5 separate regions of the Mus musculus genome follow, and regions 2, 3, 4 and 5 are each linked to region 1. The links are chromatin contacts, called in public Hi-C, HiChIP or PLAC-seq, Micro-C and promoter capture Hi-C maps. All regions are on one chromosome and are shown on one strand. Each heading gives the region's core, a stretch centred on a gene start, on an enhancer-like site or on the middle of the called end of the contact. The rest is flanking DNA. Distances are from core to core; before and after follow the strand shown.

The links. Promoter capture Hi-C pulls out the DNA fragments that hold promoters and counts their contacts. A called contact is a pair of places that touch in the nucleus more often than the background predicts. HiChIP or PLAC-seq counts read pairs in DNA pulled down with a chosen protein or histone mark.
Region 2: a contact with region 1 is called in a Micro-C map of embryonic stem cells, with 4 times the contacts expected there. The contact joins the promoter of Tbca here to the promoter of Scamp1 in region 1. A contact is called at or near these places in 6 of 39 promoter capture datasets (cranial neural crest, embryonic stem cells, frontonasal cranial neural crest and 3 more), 1 of 484 Hi-C or Micro-C datasets (embryonic stem cells) and 1 of 115 datasets of contacts at active chromatin or transcription factors (embryonic stem cells).
Region 3: a Hi-C map of the N1E-115 cell line shows a contact between it and region 1, with 7 times the contacts expected there. The contact joins the enhancer-like site here to the promoter of Scamp1 in region 1. A contact is called at or near these places in 14 of 39 promoter capture datasets (the 3T3-L1 cell line, 3T3-L1-derived adipocytes, the SN4741 cell line and 9 more), 1 of 15 datasets of contacts at CTCF or cohesin (the NIH/3T3 cell line), 7 of 484 Hi-C or Micro-C datasets (the N1E-115 cell line, bone marrow-derived macrophages, cerebellum and 4 more) and 14 of 115 datasets of contacts at active chromatin or transcription factors (the NIH/3T3 cell line, VIP interneurons, astrocytes and 11 more).
Region 4: a promoter capture Hi-C map of hippocampal neurons shows a contact between it and region 1, with 4 times the contacts expected there. The contact joins the enhancer-like site here to the promoter of Scamp1 in region 1. A contact is called at or near these places in 5 of 39 promoter capture datasets (frontonasal cranial neural crest, hippocampal neurons, liver and 1 more), 6 of 115 datasets of contacts at active chromatin or transcription factors (bone marrow-derived macrophages, embryonic forebrain, embryonic stem cells and 3 more) and 1 of 9 other capture datasets (embryonic stem cells).
Region 5: an H3K27ac HiChIP or PLAC-seq map of microglia shows a contact between it and region 1, with 5 times the contacts expected there. The contact joins the enhancer-like site here to the promoter of Scamp1 in region 1. A contact is called at or near these places in 6 of 115 datasets of contacts at active chromatin or transcription factors (the NIH/3T3 cell line, bone marrow-derived macrophages, craniofacial prominence and 3 more) and 1 of 9 other capture datasets (adipose tissue).

The regions. Positions count from the first base shown.
Region 1 is chr13:94,283,899-94,286,587 of GRCm38.p6, forward strand. Scamp1 (secretory carrier membrane protein 1) reads right to left here and starts at 1,383. Exons shown (of 9, transcript NM_029153.1): 1 at 1,322-1,383. The coding sequence starts at 1,378.
Region 2 is chr13:94,787,615-94,790,303 of GRCm38.p6, forward strand. It overlaps Tbca (tubulin cofactor A), which reads left to right and starts at 1,306. Exons shown (of 4, transcript NM_009321.3): 1 at 1,306-1,388. The coding sequence starts at 1,336.
Region 3 is chr13:93,792,974-93,795,662 of GRCm38.p6, forward strand. Arsb (arylsulfatase B) reads left to right here. Exons shown (of 8, transcript NM_009712.3): 3 at 1,055-1,245. Among named protein-coding and RNA genes, the nearest start is that of Mir5624, 3.5 kb to the left of the region's middle. Within about 2 kb of position 1,353, at least 1 of the 459 cell types and tissues checked has an H3K27ac peak or open chromatin away from gene starts, as enhancers often do. A contact at or near this core is called in the N1E-115 cell line, where this site is marked.
Region 4 is chr13:93,837,941-93,840,629 of GRCm38.p6, forward strand. All of the region lies in intron 4 of Arsb (arylsulfatase B), which reads left to right. Among named protein-coding and RNA genes, the nearest start is that of Mir5624, 49 kb to the left of the region's middle. Within about 2 kb of position 1,336, at least 139 of the 459 cell types and tissues checked have an H3K27ac peak or open chromatin away from gene starts, as enhancers often do. A contact at or near this core is called in embryonic forebrain, fibro-adipogenic progenitors, forebrain and 1 more, where this site is marked.
Region 5 is chr13:93,899,719-93,902,407 of GRCm38.p6, forward strand. All of the region lies in intron 6 of Arsb (arylsulfatase B), which reads left to right. Among named protein-coding and RNA genes, the nearest start is that of Mir5624, 110 kb to the left of the region's middle. Within about 2 kb of position 1,348, at least 31 of the 459 cell types and tissues checked have an H3K27ac peak or open chromatin away from gene starts, as enhancers often do. A contact at or near this core is called in bone marrow-derived macrophages and microglia, where this site is marked.

The DNA.
Region 1 (2,689 bases), core at 133-2,632:
ACTTCAGGGGGTTGAGGGAGCATGGACCGCCCTTTAAAGTGTACCTGAGCCTTTTATCTGCAATTACAGAGTTTGGCAGGCTGAGGTAGAAGGAAAGAAAGTTCCAAAGCCAGGTACACTACCTAGTGAGACCCTGTCTCAAAACAACAATGAAAACCAAAACAAAAAAGCAAATGAATAGATCGGGAGGACCAGGTGTTGAAAGTTACAGTCAACTCAACCATAACAGCTTTCTCTGTAGTTTTGCAAAATGAGTCCAGCTGTCAGGTATAAGGGGGATAACTTCATTAAAAGAATCCTTCATGAAGACATGAGGTTAAAACCATCAGAACAGGGGTGCCTTTTGCTTCAATATTGCAGGTAAGCCACAAAAGGACTAAAAAGAGGTAAACCCAACAGGCCAGAAGCAGCACTTGGGTGCCCACAAATTAGTTCCTACTTCACCTTTGAGACTACAAATTAAAGTTTGAGCTGCACACAGTCAGAGCAATTAAGAAAGAACTAACCAAGCCAACAGTTGGAAGAAATTGCCTTGCTATGCCTCACAGTCTTTAAGAAAACCAAAGTACTTTTCAAGGCAAAGTTCTCGGACGCGGCATTAAATTTTAGAGCAGATGCCTAACATTTAAATGGCCTGCCTAGGCATTTATTTCTATGCCAAGCCCTTCTGAGGCTTGGGATCCGATCAGGTCCACTCCATGAAGGAAAGAGCTCACTCACGTGAGGAACGGAATCCTCAAACAGCTCGGATCCCCGGTGACGCACTCCCAGCTTGGAAAATGGCCCAGGGTCCACCTCCCTAACAGCAGCTAGGTGGGGAGATGCCCGTGTGCACTATTGTTTCCAGATGTTTATTTATTTTTAACTTCTGTTTGATGCCCGTTCCCCTAAACTGGGCCCGGTGGGGAAGGGGGCCTCTGGCAGCGCCACTGGTGGCTCTGGGAGCAACCGAGTTTTGATAATAAAAAACACCCCTTTATCCTTTTATCGCAGCGTCCGTGTATCCGCGCCTCTCTCCCGCACACCTTGGCCGTCACCGGCACGCAGCGCCGGTGCCAGGTCCCCATGACAACCCCAGCCCGGGCGCCCCGGCCTCCCGGCCCCCGCCCCGCGGCCCGCCGTGCCGACCGGACTAGTGGCGGCCACACATGCCCCGCTCCGCTCCGGACCCGGCTCCCGGTCCGGCCGGTCCGCGGCCCGGTGCGAGCCTCCTGGCTGGTGGCGCGGCCAGTGGTGACGCTGCGTCCCGAGACCCTCCCGACAGGGCCTCCACGGCCACCGCGACGCCCAACGCGGGCCAGGGCCGCGGCCGGGCGCTCACCTTGAACGGGTTGTTGAGATCCGGATCCGCAAACGGGTTGCTGTCAAAATCCGACATTGCCCCGGCACTGCGCGTCACCCACCCGAGCCCGGCGCCGAGACACAGACGAGGCGAGGCCGCCGCCCCCCTGCGCGCTCACGTCGCCGCCGCCGCCGCACAGATCCGGGTGCAGCTCGCGGGCCACCGAGCCGGCCGTGCCACTGAGCATGCCCGGTGCGGCGGAGGCCCGCGGCGCCCAGCCATCCGGCCGTCCCTTCCCGCCTGGATCTGCGCTCCGGGCTCTGCCTCCGACCGAAGGGCGAGCGCAGGCGGAGGGCAGGTTCCAAGCCCCGGGCCGTGGACCCACCTAGTGCGGCTTGGGGAAGGGGTGGTGGCCTGTGTAGGGGAGGACGGTGCGCGCAGGTCCCACGTGGCAGGTGGGGGAGACAAGACTTGGAGAGCGAGTAGCTGAGGTGCGAAAACATCCGCCGCAGACACCAAAGATTCCAGACCCCAGAGAGGATAGGAACCCTAAAGCAACTTAAAACATCGCTGCCCGACACACCCCAACCTGGGAAACCCAGCCGGTCCTCCGATCCCAGGTTACTGCGAAGTCACGGAAAGCGGCTTCGCGCTGAGGATCCGGAGTTGCTCCAAGAAAAGGCAACATTCACTGCGGGGAGGGGGGGGGGGCAGCCTCTGTCTCCCATCCTCCCTCCCCACTCATAAATAATGGGGGGTGGGGGCACGTGGGACGGCCGAGTAGGTGGCAGAGTCTATCGACCCAGACCCTCAAGTTACTGATAATGGAAGAGAAATTGTTGACGTTTATTTTCAGGCATTTGGATGCAGAATACACACCTCCTAATATTTGCCTTTTTTCTTCCAAGTGCCGGGAATGATTATTGAAAACTACAGTAAATGACATATCAGTCATTGCACCACCCGGAACTTGTTGAGAGGACATGGCTTTCTCAACTCTATCCTTCCTTCCACTTTTAACAGAAGGGCACTTGGGTGAACCCAGAATTATTTTTATTTGGCAGGGACCTAAGAACTGGAAAAACCCAGATTTAATTATCCATAGCTTTTTGAGGGCCTTGCGCTAGGCAAAGTCACCTAGGCAATAATAACTTTCCCCAATGTGAAAGCGCACCCACCCACCCACGCACAACGTGCTGTAGTCTGGTAGAATCCAGGTTGGGATGACAAAGCAGCTGCTTCTAAGGCAGCCAACTAATTAGGAAGTAGGCATCCAACAGTGATCACCACAAGGTGGAAAGAATCTAAGATTGGGGGCTCTGCTCCCAGATCCTCGGCAGCTGCCTGTACCTGGTTCTGACTCAGGGTTCAGCACCTGTTGAAATCCAAGCTCAACTACAAAAGTTA
Region 2 (2,689 bases), core at 56-2,555, 500 kb after region 1:
GTTCTATGCAAATTGTATCTTGGAAAATATGGTGGAGTCAAAAGTTGTCCCATGTCTGCTGTGTTTAGGCATTGTGCTGAATGCCACCCTCTATACACCTGTCACGTGACGTGGGCATTATTTCTTAGGGCTCTTCAAGGAGGTTGAGTGCCGGGGTCCTGTGTTCGCTAAAGGATAGAACTCCACATGTGAGATAGGTGGCTAGTCATTTGCTCTCAAATGACTGAGTCCATTAAGTGTGTAGCAAGAAAAAGGAGATGAACAAATAAATAGCAGGGAGCGGATAGATGACACCATCGAAACAGGTTCTTACAACACCCTGCACAAAGCACTGGAGAAGTCCCTCGGAGTCCCCCAGTCAGAGATTCTCTCTGTGGATGGGATTCTGCCATTTTGTTGCCAGTGTAGGCATACTTTTACACAACTTAAAAAACAAAAACCAAGCGTTTATTTCATACACTTCTGTGTATATTTGCAAGCCACAGTGAACTTGCAGAGGTCAAAGGACAACTTGCGAGAGCTGGTTCTTACACTCTACCACTTTTGAGTCCTGCAGATTGGTCTCAGGCCATCAGGCTAGGAGGAAAGGGCTGCTCCCCTCTAGGCCAAGAAGGTGCAATGCTGTACTGTTTTCTCCCTGTCTCAGGGGTAGGGGGCCAGCATGTCTCAGGACGGGGAGTCTTGCTGGACACTTGAAACAAACTTGCTAAAATTTAGGACAAGAGGAACCTCCTTACTCCCAGAGTCCTCTCTCCATAAACTCAAACATCACAAGACAATTTACATAAGTAACACTCTGGAAAGGGAAGGGACTATATGGAGAAAGGGAACCGGAAGAGGGGGCATGGATTGGAATGTAAAAAAAAAAATTAAATTAAAATTAAAAATTTCTTTTGACTGTCTGCATTATGGTATTTTATTTCATCAAACACAGATCTCTTTCTCCATTTGACAACAGACAGTGAAAACAAAAATTATCCTTGTTAATAGTTTCTAAGTCACACTGTCCATTAAGCAGCTAATCCTGTTCACTTTCTCAGGAACAGAAAGTTTCTTAACTCAGGCTATGGAGACTGAGAAAATAAAAGTGCAGCTTGTGTACAAATCCTGTCCAAGCACCAGGGAGAAGCAGCTGGTATAGGGCTTTGAGAGTCTCCAGCTCTAGGTACCAGCAGTCTAGATGCAAGGATTCCAGGTAAGAGTCGGGAGGCGAGGCGGGGTCGGGCTCTCCAGGTACGCATGCGCGCACTCTGGGCTCCACGCCCACTCCACCGCCCCTTCTGCGCCGGCGCGCCGCGCAGCCCCGCCTCTCCTTCCTGCGGCGCCTTAGGGACCATGGCCGATCCTCGCGTGAGGCAGATCAAGATCAAGACCGGAGTAGTGAGGCGGTAAGGAACGGCCGGCGGCTCCGCGGCTGACGCTCGCTCTTCCCTTCTCACCGCCGGGGAAGCCGGGCGGAGCGTAGGCCCGATGCGGGCGCGGCTTCCAGGCCTCGGCGGGCGGGATGCGAGGGGCCCGCACACGCCTAGGCTGGCGCTGGCAGGGAGCCGCCCTCGGCGCTGGCCCTGCCGCCCTCCGTGCAGGGCTCGGCGCGACCTCGGCGCTGGCCTGGCCGCCTTCCGTGCGAGGCTCGGAGGCGTCCTCCGCGCTCGTAGGCCGGGAGGAGGAGGAAGAGGAGGGCGACCTGTGCCTGGAGGGCCTCGGCCTGTGCGTGCGGGGCGCCGGCTCCCTGAACTTTGCAGTAGGGAGGCGGAGTCCGCCCTGGCCTGGCCTCAGGTGGACTGGACAGCGCTCAAGTTTAAGGGACGCTGAGATCATGGGCCTCACTCAGAATACACAATGGCGGGGCCCTGGCCTCTGACATGGCTCACTTCCAGAGTTTGGGAACTGGGGCTTGAACGTGAGCACCTCTGCAAACTTCTTCCCCGAAGCTCGCCCCGGAGCTGTGGGCTGCTGCCTCCCAGGAATAGGCCAGGCCAGTCTTGTGACTTGCCTTGACTCCCGACTGTACATATTGCAGTGCTCATTAGAACTAGTTTTGTTCAGACCCAAGCTGATCATACCGAAACATTCCAAGGGAAAAGATACACAGCCTCCTTACGAAGCAGATCGTTCTGCAGGGGAAATAGCTTTTTTTCCTGTTGCTCCATCTCTCCACCGTTTATTGATATTCCATCAGAGGGAGGTCAACCCATAGAGGAGAGAATCACTTTTAGAGATACTGCCCGAGTTTTAGTACTTCGAACGGTACTTTGGAAGCTTTTATTACAAAGGCAGCTAGGGTATGGTAGGGGGGCGGGGCGGGGGTGAAGGTGGGGGGGATAGACAGTCGGTTCTGAATTGTGCCTGACTTCAAATCTGGTTTTATGTATTCTGGAACATATTTCATCGTTGTACTGTGCCTCTTCTTACTGAATTTGGAAGATAGAGTCCAAATTCTCCCTGAATTCAGTTTTTGGAAGAAATACCTGCTACATTTTTGATACAGTGTGATTCAAATAAATAAGATACACCATATAGGTTTTGCTCAGTACATGTTTATGAGTGCAGTTTTCAGAATGTGGCTGAAGTCACACTTCAGGTTAGTAGCAGAGCAAGCAAATGAAACAAGGATCCTGGCTCCAGCTGGGATGCGGTGATAGAGCATTAGACTGTGTGATAACACAGGAGGGGAATATGAGATCTATAG
Region 3 (2,689 bases), core at 103-2,602, 490 kb before region 1:
AGTTTACCCAATTAACGTATTTAATTTAGCGATTTTTAAACAATGTGAGAGATTGTGCCATTATCACCACAATTCAGTTGTAGGAAACCACACACACACACACACACACACACACACACACACATGTATGTCACAAAAAGAAACCAAATCCCATGAGCAGTCATCACGGGCCTCCAGGCAACCAGAGCCCTGGGCCATCCGTCACTAACCACTTTCTGCCCTCTGTTGATTGGCCTTTTCTGAGCAAGTCTGTCAATTTAATCATAATATGCAGCCCAGCTTATTTTCACATTTTCAAAACACGATCACTTGCAGAACAACGATTAGTTGGGGCGTTTCTGTTTCTCCTGTGCTTTCCTCTTTGTTATGGGATCTGGGCTCTAGAAACAGGGGAGTTGACAGGCCACTGGGCTCAGTAAGCACTGCATCTCTGAGCAGCGGGGCAAGGTTCACAGTCTAGACAGAATGCTGCTCTTTGATCTCTGGGGCTGCTCAGCTGGGATAGAGAGCTTGTATTAGGAAAGGTTTATATTTTTCCACCAGTGGGTGTCAGCATTTGACTAAATATAACTCCGGCAAAGGCCCCGTCCATAAATAACCACAGAAATCCATCTCCCAACCTCAGTAGCAACAAATGACACGATCTGAACCCTGTTTTTAGTATTTTACAAGTAAAACCTTGTAACACATTAGTGGTGCGTTATCTTTTTTCTTAGGCAATTTTAAAGAATTAGCATCTGGTTGCTTCCTGAACTTAAACTCTGATTTCTAAAAACCTTTTCCCACAGATCAACCATGTATAAAGAGTTGACAAGCGAGAACAGATGCTCTAAAAGACTCAAGTGAGGAAGGGCCTTGGATTTCCATGTAGTGCCATTTCAGTGGTGTCTCTAACAAATATAGAGATGTTAAGAAGAGAACCCTGATTAGCCCTGTCATTTGATTAGCCTCGTCATGGGCAATCAGTTGCATTAGGCAATTAACTGCTGGAACATTCGTTTGCCTAACAAGCTTTCTGCCATGCCGACTGTTTCTTCTCCCATTCTTCTTGCAGGATACCTCCTAGGCAGTGAAGACTATTACACCCACGAGGCCTGTGCGCCGATTGAGTCTTTGAATGGTACCCGCTGTGCGCTTGACTTAAGAGATGGTGAAGAACCTGCAAAAGAGTATAACAATATTTACTCAACAAACATATTTACCAAAAGGGCTACAACCGTCATAGCTAACCACCCACCGGAGAAAGTAAGGCTTCCTCCTTTAATATTGTCAAAATCTTGTTGCTTCCAAGGGAGTGTGTGTGTGTGTGTGTGTGTGTGTGTGTGTGTGTAATATAACATTTTAGAGCATGTTCCAGTTAGCCAGAAAGGGAAGGTTGTTAGAAGTGAAGAATTTGGATCTTCCTCAGGTCTGGGAGAAAGTACTTAGGAACGCCCAAGAGATGAGTCTCACAGGAAGGGACCCTGGGCTGCAGATGGAGGAAGGCTGTCTGTCCTTCAGCATTTCAGTGGAAACCCTGCTCACTCTTATGATGCTTTATGTGTGTGCACAGTAAGTGGTTAGCAAAATCAGGCTTCAGGATTCCAGACAGGTGTCTGTGCTCGAGGCAGGGCTCCGTTGGGAAGAAGTGTTGGGAACTCAGGGGCTAGAGAAAATCCTCTCATTCTATATTTTTCTCTTCAGGATTATTTTGGTTAGTCTTAATCTTTTGTATCCCCATGCTAATTTTAGAGTAGGTTGACCAATTTTTACTAAGAAAACAGAAGTTGGCTGTTTGATTGGTTGGTATTCACTGACCAACTTAATGGAAATGACCGTCTTAGCAATACTGGGTTTTTACAATTAATATGCATGGTATATTGGTTTTTACAGACACCATAGGCGCCTATCAGGTATGTCACGTGCAGACTTAGCTGCAGGTAGGAAGAGAGAAGAGTTGTGAGAAGTCTTAAATGCAAATTGTCTGGATTCAGCACATAGGTGCTTTGGGAACAGAGCAGATTTTTGTGTTGTGAGACACTGGGCTCAAAGCGTGTCCTTATGAAGAATTGTATTAGCACACTCACAAAAATTGGCCTTCAGTGGGACATGGAAAATTTGAGAAAGTGTCCAGGTCCTTCCAGTTCTCTGCACTTTGTCTCTTTGACGATGCGTGAACCCTCAGCAGGCAGGGTTCTGGCTTGTGTATCTGTTCAGACTTAGTGACCTGCTAATGACTCTGTCTGCTACGGAATCTTCCAAGCTCTGTCTTCTATACTCTCAGTCAGTATGAGGGATTCTCCCTGGTGGCTGTTCTCAGTTTTGCCATACTTTAGGTACTTAAGAGCTGACATCGTCACCTGACATCTCTAGGTAACTATGTCTGCCATGAAACATGAAGAAAGGGGAGCATTCTCTCAAATGTTTAGAAACCTGCACATTTTAAGTCTAGATTTAAAACCAGAATGGTTGGTGGGCTAGGAAGGTGGCTTCATATAACATTAAATGGATAAGAAGATGCAACTGGGGTGAAATAGTTCTGTGGGGAGGGGGAGTTATAAGCTGGGGGCTGTGGGGAAAGGCTTGAAACCAAGGACAACAGGAGGCCCTAAGAGCCCGTGCACCACAAAGAGGTATTGTTAGCAATGGTGCCTCTTGCTGGCTGTATTATAGCTCTTAATTGTATGTGAGGCATTTTATGGATATGGCC
Region 4 (2,689 bases), core at 86-2,585, 450 kb before region 1:
TTGTGTTTCTGTACATGAGTCCAGTGTCTGCGGTGCAGGAAAAAGATGGCGACTCCCCTAGAGTTAGGATTACAGACTGTTGTGAGCTGCCCAGTGTGCAGAGAATTGAGTGTGGATCCTGCAGAAGAGCATCACGTGCTCTTACACGCTGAGTCATCTCTCCAGCCCTGGATGTTATAGTTTTTTTTTTTAAAGAAATATTTTCCAGCCTATTCTTTTGCTTGCCAGAAGTTTTCACATTGTTTTCTGTGTTTCAAAAGCTTCTTTCTACAGTGAACATTTAGGCTTAGCTTGTATTGCCATGGAGTTATGAGTACCTGTTAGTTCAGGGATGTACTGTGATGTACAGACATGAGCTAAAATGGAGAGATGGTCACTGATAAAACCCTTGTTTCTTTTCTTCTTCCGAGCTGGTTTATTTTCTATTAAACCTCCCAGATGCTGTTTTGTTACTTTAGAATAGGAAATCTATATTATCTTTTTAAAAATCCCTCTTAAACAAGTGGGGTTTTCCCAAAAATTTCTCTAGCCAGAGGGAACTCTTCATTAAACAGAGCACTTTCTGGAAGGAGAGCGTATGAGCTTATGTCAGGAATTAAGTGATGGAGAAGGGGAAAATGTCGCCTGGCCTTAGGTGCAGAAACTGACCCAGAAGCCTTGGCCAAGTGGCGAGAGTTGACAGAGAGCCAATCGTGGTGCTTCTGACCCGTGCCTTGGCAGGAACCTCTCTGCTACCTTTAGACTTCAGAGCATCTCTAACTGGTTGGATCTTTGTCAAGAGCTTGGTCCGAGGTGGTTTCTTTTCTTTTCTTTTTATTTCTTTTCTCTTGATTTAATATAAAGCACTCACAAATTCTTTCAAGAACAACACACAGCTTTGTTTAGCTCCCTCAAGCCCTTTCACCTCTGTCAAGTTGCACCAGGAAATTTAAGGTCTAGCCAGAGGCCCCCAAAGAGTTAAAAAAAAAAAAAACCAAAACCCTCAACCATCCTGCAGAGTAGGAGAAATTGATGTCAAAAACAGATGTGCTGCTGTGGGCCTTGCTGAATTCATAAGTCAGGATAAAGCCAGTATGTATGCATGCATCTTAAAAAAAAAAATCTTGGCCAGAATTATAGAGAAATGGAAGGTCTCCTCTGCGATTCCTCTTCAGGCCTTGCTGGCCAGGAGCCCTGGTGAAGGGCTCCCGGGAGACAGGTGGCCCTGACAACTCCTAACCATTAAGTCAGAACGCCCTCTAATCCCTTGTTTTCCTTGTTGGTGTTCTGCAGGGCCGAGCTCCCTGCACAGAGCCTGCCCGTTTTCATTGGCTTTGGGGATTGTTATTGGAGTGGCTGACAGCTGTCTGCCAGGCTGTCTGAAACTGCCTTCCTGTGCTCTCCACACTGCTCCACTTCACAGCGCTATTGTTCCTGTCCAGCCTTTTCTTAAAATCTTTCCCAGCTGTATCCTGATATGGCAAACCACCTAAATTAGCTCCAGATTGTTCTGTTTATTTTATGTTAGATAAGTGATAGACTATAGTCCCAGCAGCGGGCCAAATGGAGGGTGGAAATGGGGGCAGGGTGTTGGAGGGGGTCAGAAGACGCTCGATTTTTTACTGCACAGGGAGAGTTCCAGACAAAACTCTGAAATGGCGCATGCGTGACAGAGCCACTAGTCCTGCCATTCATACGTGACCCAGAGTGGTTGGCAAGCATAAACTTTGGATCTGAACAGCAGAAAAGAGAAATCAGAACCCCAACACAAAGCCTTACTAGACAGAAGCAAAAATATCTATCCTGGGGAAAACACATAGGATCTGTCAGGTTGGTTTCTATGCCAGCTACCACACTTGACTTTCCTGTCAACAGAGACCCCTCTCACTTGCCAGTGAAAGGCTCTGTGGGTTCAAACCTGTCCCCAGTCCTTTAATCTCCCTGTATGCTCGGCATTTGAAAACATTTGCTTCCTGTGCCTGAATTTAAAGCTAGAAACCCACAGCAATTGACTCGCCATCATAACTGCTTTCCATACAGCTGCAAGTGAAAATTCACAATAGATTTGGCCTCTTCTGCTCCTCTTGGCCATCTGTGCAACTGCTTAACTGTGGCCTCTCCCCTGTGGGGCCAACTTCTAGCAGGGCCTCTCCACAGAGACCTTCCAAATGCTTAACAAAAAAGTGTTTTTTAACTATAACTAGATTCTCTCCCAGGATGAAGACTTCATATCTGTAGGGTTAAACCCAGATATAATATAACTAGATTCTCTCCTAGGATGAAGACTTTATGATCTGTTGGGCAAACCCAGATACAATATAAGAAATGAACGTCCAAAGCTTGACTCAGCTGAAGCAACGCTAGCAGCCACTGAGTGCTTGTCTCTGGTAACTCAAGACTCCCTAGTGAAGATAGCCATGACTCACTTCAGAGCTGGGCCACTCCTCCCCATGCTGAGCCAAAGTCCTTGAAACCCTTTCTGCCATGTGCAAAGACAGGGAGGAGAGCAGGGTCAGGAGTAATAAAAAAAAAAAAATGCCCCTAGGAACTGCCTCTCACTTTCCTTTTAGGAAAATAATCTCACTGTATAATTTTTTTAAATGACAAAACCAACTGGAGAAAAATAATTACCTTGTCAAGGTCTCTTGGCCCCAGTGGATATGCCTTTGGTCTCTATGAAGGTCCAGTATGGAGCTGCCTGGCCTGCATG
Region 5 (2,689 bases), core at 98-2,597, 380 kb before region 1:
ATGTCTTAAGGCAAATGGGGTCAGAAGGGCAAAGGTGAAAAAGGGAAGTATCTCTCTTCCTCAGGTCTTTTTGTGAGGGCACTAACTAAGCCTGTCCATCCTATTCATGGTGGAGGAACTAAATCATTCCACCTTGTGACCCTACCTCTCAGTACCTTGGGGGTCAAGTTTCAGGAGGCCATTCCTTTTAACCACAGCAACCCCTACAGGCTACCAAGATCTCTGAATGTCCTGGCTCCATCTCAGAAGCCACCTTGTACATTTCCCAAAGCTAGTCACCAGGGTTTCCTTCAGCACTCATCCCCCACTTGGCCTTGCCCCTGACTGTCCCTCCCTCCTCTGTGGTACCAGGCTGATTCCCAGAATCATGCTAGACTCTGTTACTATGGAGATTAACTATGGATGGGTCCTGCTCTGCAGACTATCTGGTCTAGCATCAGGGATTGTGCCAGGATTGCAAACTGACTGACTGACTGACTGACTGACTGACTGACTGACTGACTGAGATATAGTATTACAGATTGTAGAGGCCAGCAAGGGATGCTTTTTCTTCATGGTTCAGAATTTATTACACATTTTATCTTGGTGACTATTTCTCCTGAAACACACGTTTCAAACAGTAAATCAACAAGAAAGCTCCTTTCTCTCCACTTACAGCCCCTGTATTGTGTCACACACACACTCTCTCTACTGAGAACACACTTGGCCTCTGCCAAGGCTGAGAGCTTCCTTTGAGAGCAGTCCAGCTTGTGAGCAGCTGAGGGGAGGGACAGGTGGTCCTTCTACAGCTACAGGTCCTTCCCCTGCCCTGACTTTCAGCCTCCTTTGGATGGTGGTGCCTTGGGCTCCTGTGGCCTCTCACTCCTTCAAGGGGACTCCAGGAGTAGACTGAGATAAAGGTGCTGGCTGGCCCTCATCTCCCTGGATCAAGGAACCTTAAGCATCTACCAAAAATCCAACAGCAAAGGAAATCTCAGCTGCAAATCCAATCCAATAAACCCCTTCAGCTTGCACTTAGTGTTCACTGTGCAGGGTTGCGGGAGATAGAAAGATAAATGGGATGTCATCCCCAAGAAGCCGGAGCCCACCAGGATGGGGGCATGTATAAACAGTTACATAGAATGCAAAGCAGAATGAAGTTACCACTAAAAAAAAGGCTTGAGCAGAGTAGCTGGGGGAGGAGGGGGCTTAGTTATAAAGCAGGGACCCAGCAGCACGCCTGAAAGCCACTTCCCACCTAAAAACAAGAGGCACTTTATGTGGTAGATTGTCTTCAGTTTAAACAACAGGAAAGTAGGATTTCTGACAGGAGAAATGAAACAGGAACACATCTAGGTTCTCGAGAGTCATTCTGCAAAGCTTCGTCACACGGTTGGCTAGCCTGGGTAGAAATGGGAGCCAACCATCTGAGTTCCCGTCACACACATGGGAGAGCCACCTCAGATCTTAGGAAGGCATCTAGCTCAGTCTCCACTGCTGAGGCCAAGCAGCCCGTGCTGTCTAGCAAAGATGTATTGATTCATTTCTAGTGTGTGTATAGACACGGACCTTGATCACGTCAGGTCTAACTGCAAAGCTCTTCAAGTTCTCTGTCTAGACCTGTCTACGTTTATCCCTCTAATGCCCATGGGGTCCTGGGGCCAGAAAGCTTGTAGCTCAGCACAGAGGCCGTTACTGGAGAGGACCAAGGCTTCCTTGGATGAGGAAGCAGATGGGAGGGAGGCGTGGATACAGACAGGAAACGGGTGCATGAAGTAGGTGGGTGAATAAATACACCAGTCACAAGCTTTCTTTCCTCATTCACGTTTGCTCAATTAATGACCTCACACACACACTTTTTTTTTTCTGTGTTAGAGGCAAAACCTAGAGCCCTTCACATATTAGGGAGACTTGACCTCTGAATACCACCACCACACACACATAACCACACACACATAACCACACACACACACACACACAGAGCCAGATAATTATATTTCATCCCTCTAGGTAGAATTCTAGTTGACTGAACAAGAGTCTGGAAGGCAGGTAGGATGTAGTTTTAGATGTTCCAGAGGGTCCCTGCACTCATGTCATATGTCTATGTAGCATATTTCCAGGAATTCATCTTACAATGAAGCCCACTACCCATCCCATGGTCTCTAGGGCAACAGGCTGGGCAAGCCCAGGGTCTCCCCTGACTAACAACAAGCTGCTGATCAGACTGGGCTCATGTGAAAGTTCTGCTTCTGAAGCTATATAGGTCACTGACAAAAGGCAGTGGCTGAGGCCGTAGGACTGAAGCCCTACTCTCTACTCGGGGACAGTCAAGACCTTGCTTCCTGTCCTCTCTGGCTCCAACCTCCGCATCAGAAAACCTTCCTGCTATGGAATCTCATGTGTACAAGCTTTCTTACCTCCTTGACTCCTGTCAGCCAGAGAAAACTGTCCTCAGAGACTCCTGGGATTAGGGTAGACCCTTCAGGTGATCTCCCTACTAAGCTCATGGACTAGTCACTGTATTGTAGAACACACTTTGCCCCTGACATAATGCATCAGTACAGCAACACTAGAGGCCAATGCCATGGGAACTATCTTGGAATCTGGCTACCCACTGTCCTGGATGTGACTCTGTCTGACCTTGAAATGATACCAGGAGATTGAAAGCCAGAGAGCTGAGACTGCAGATGGGATGGGAGAGATACAGGAG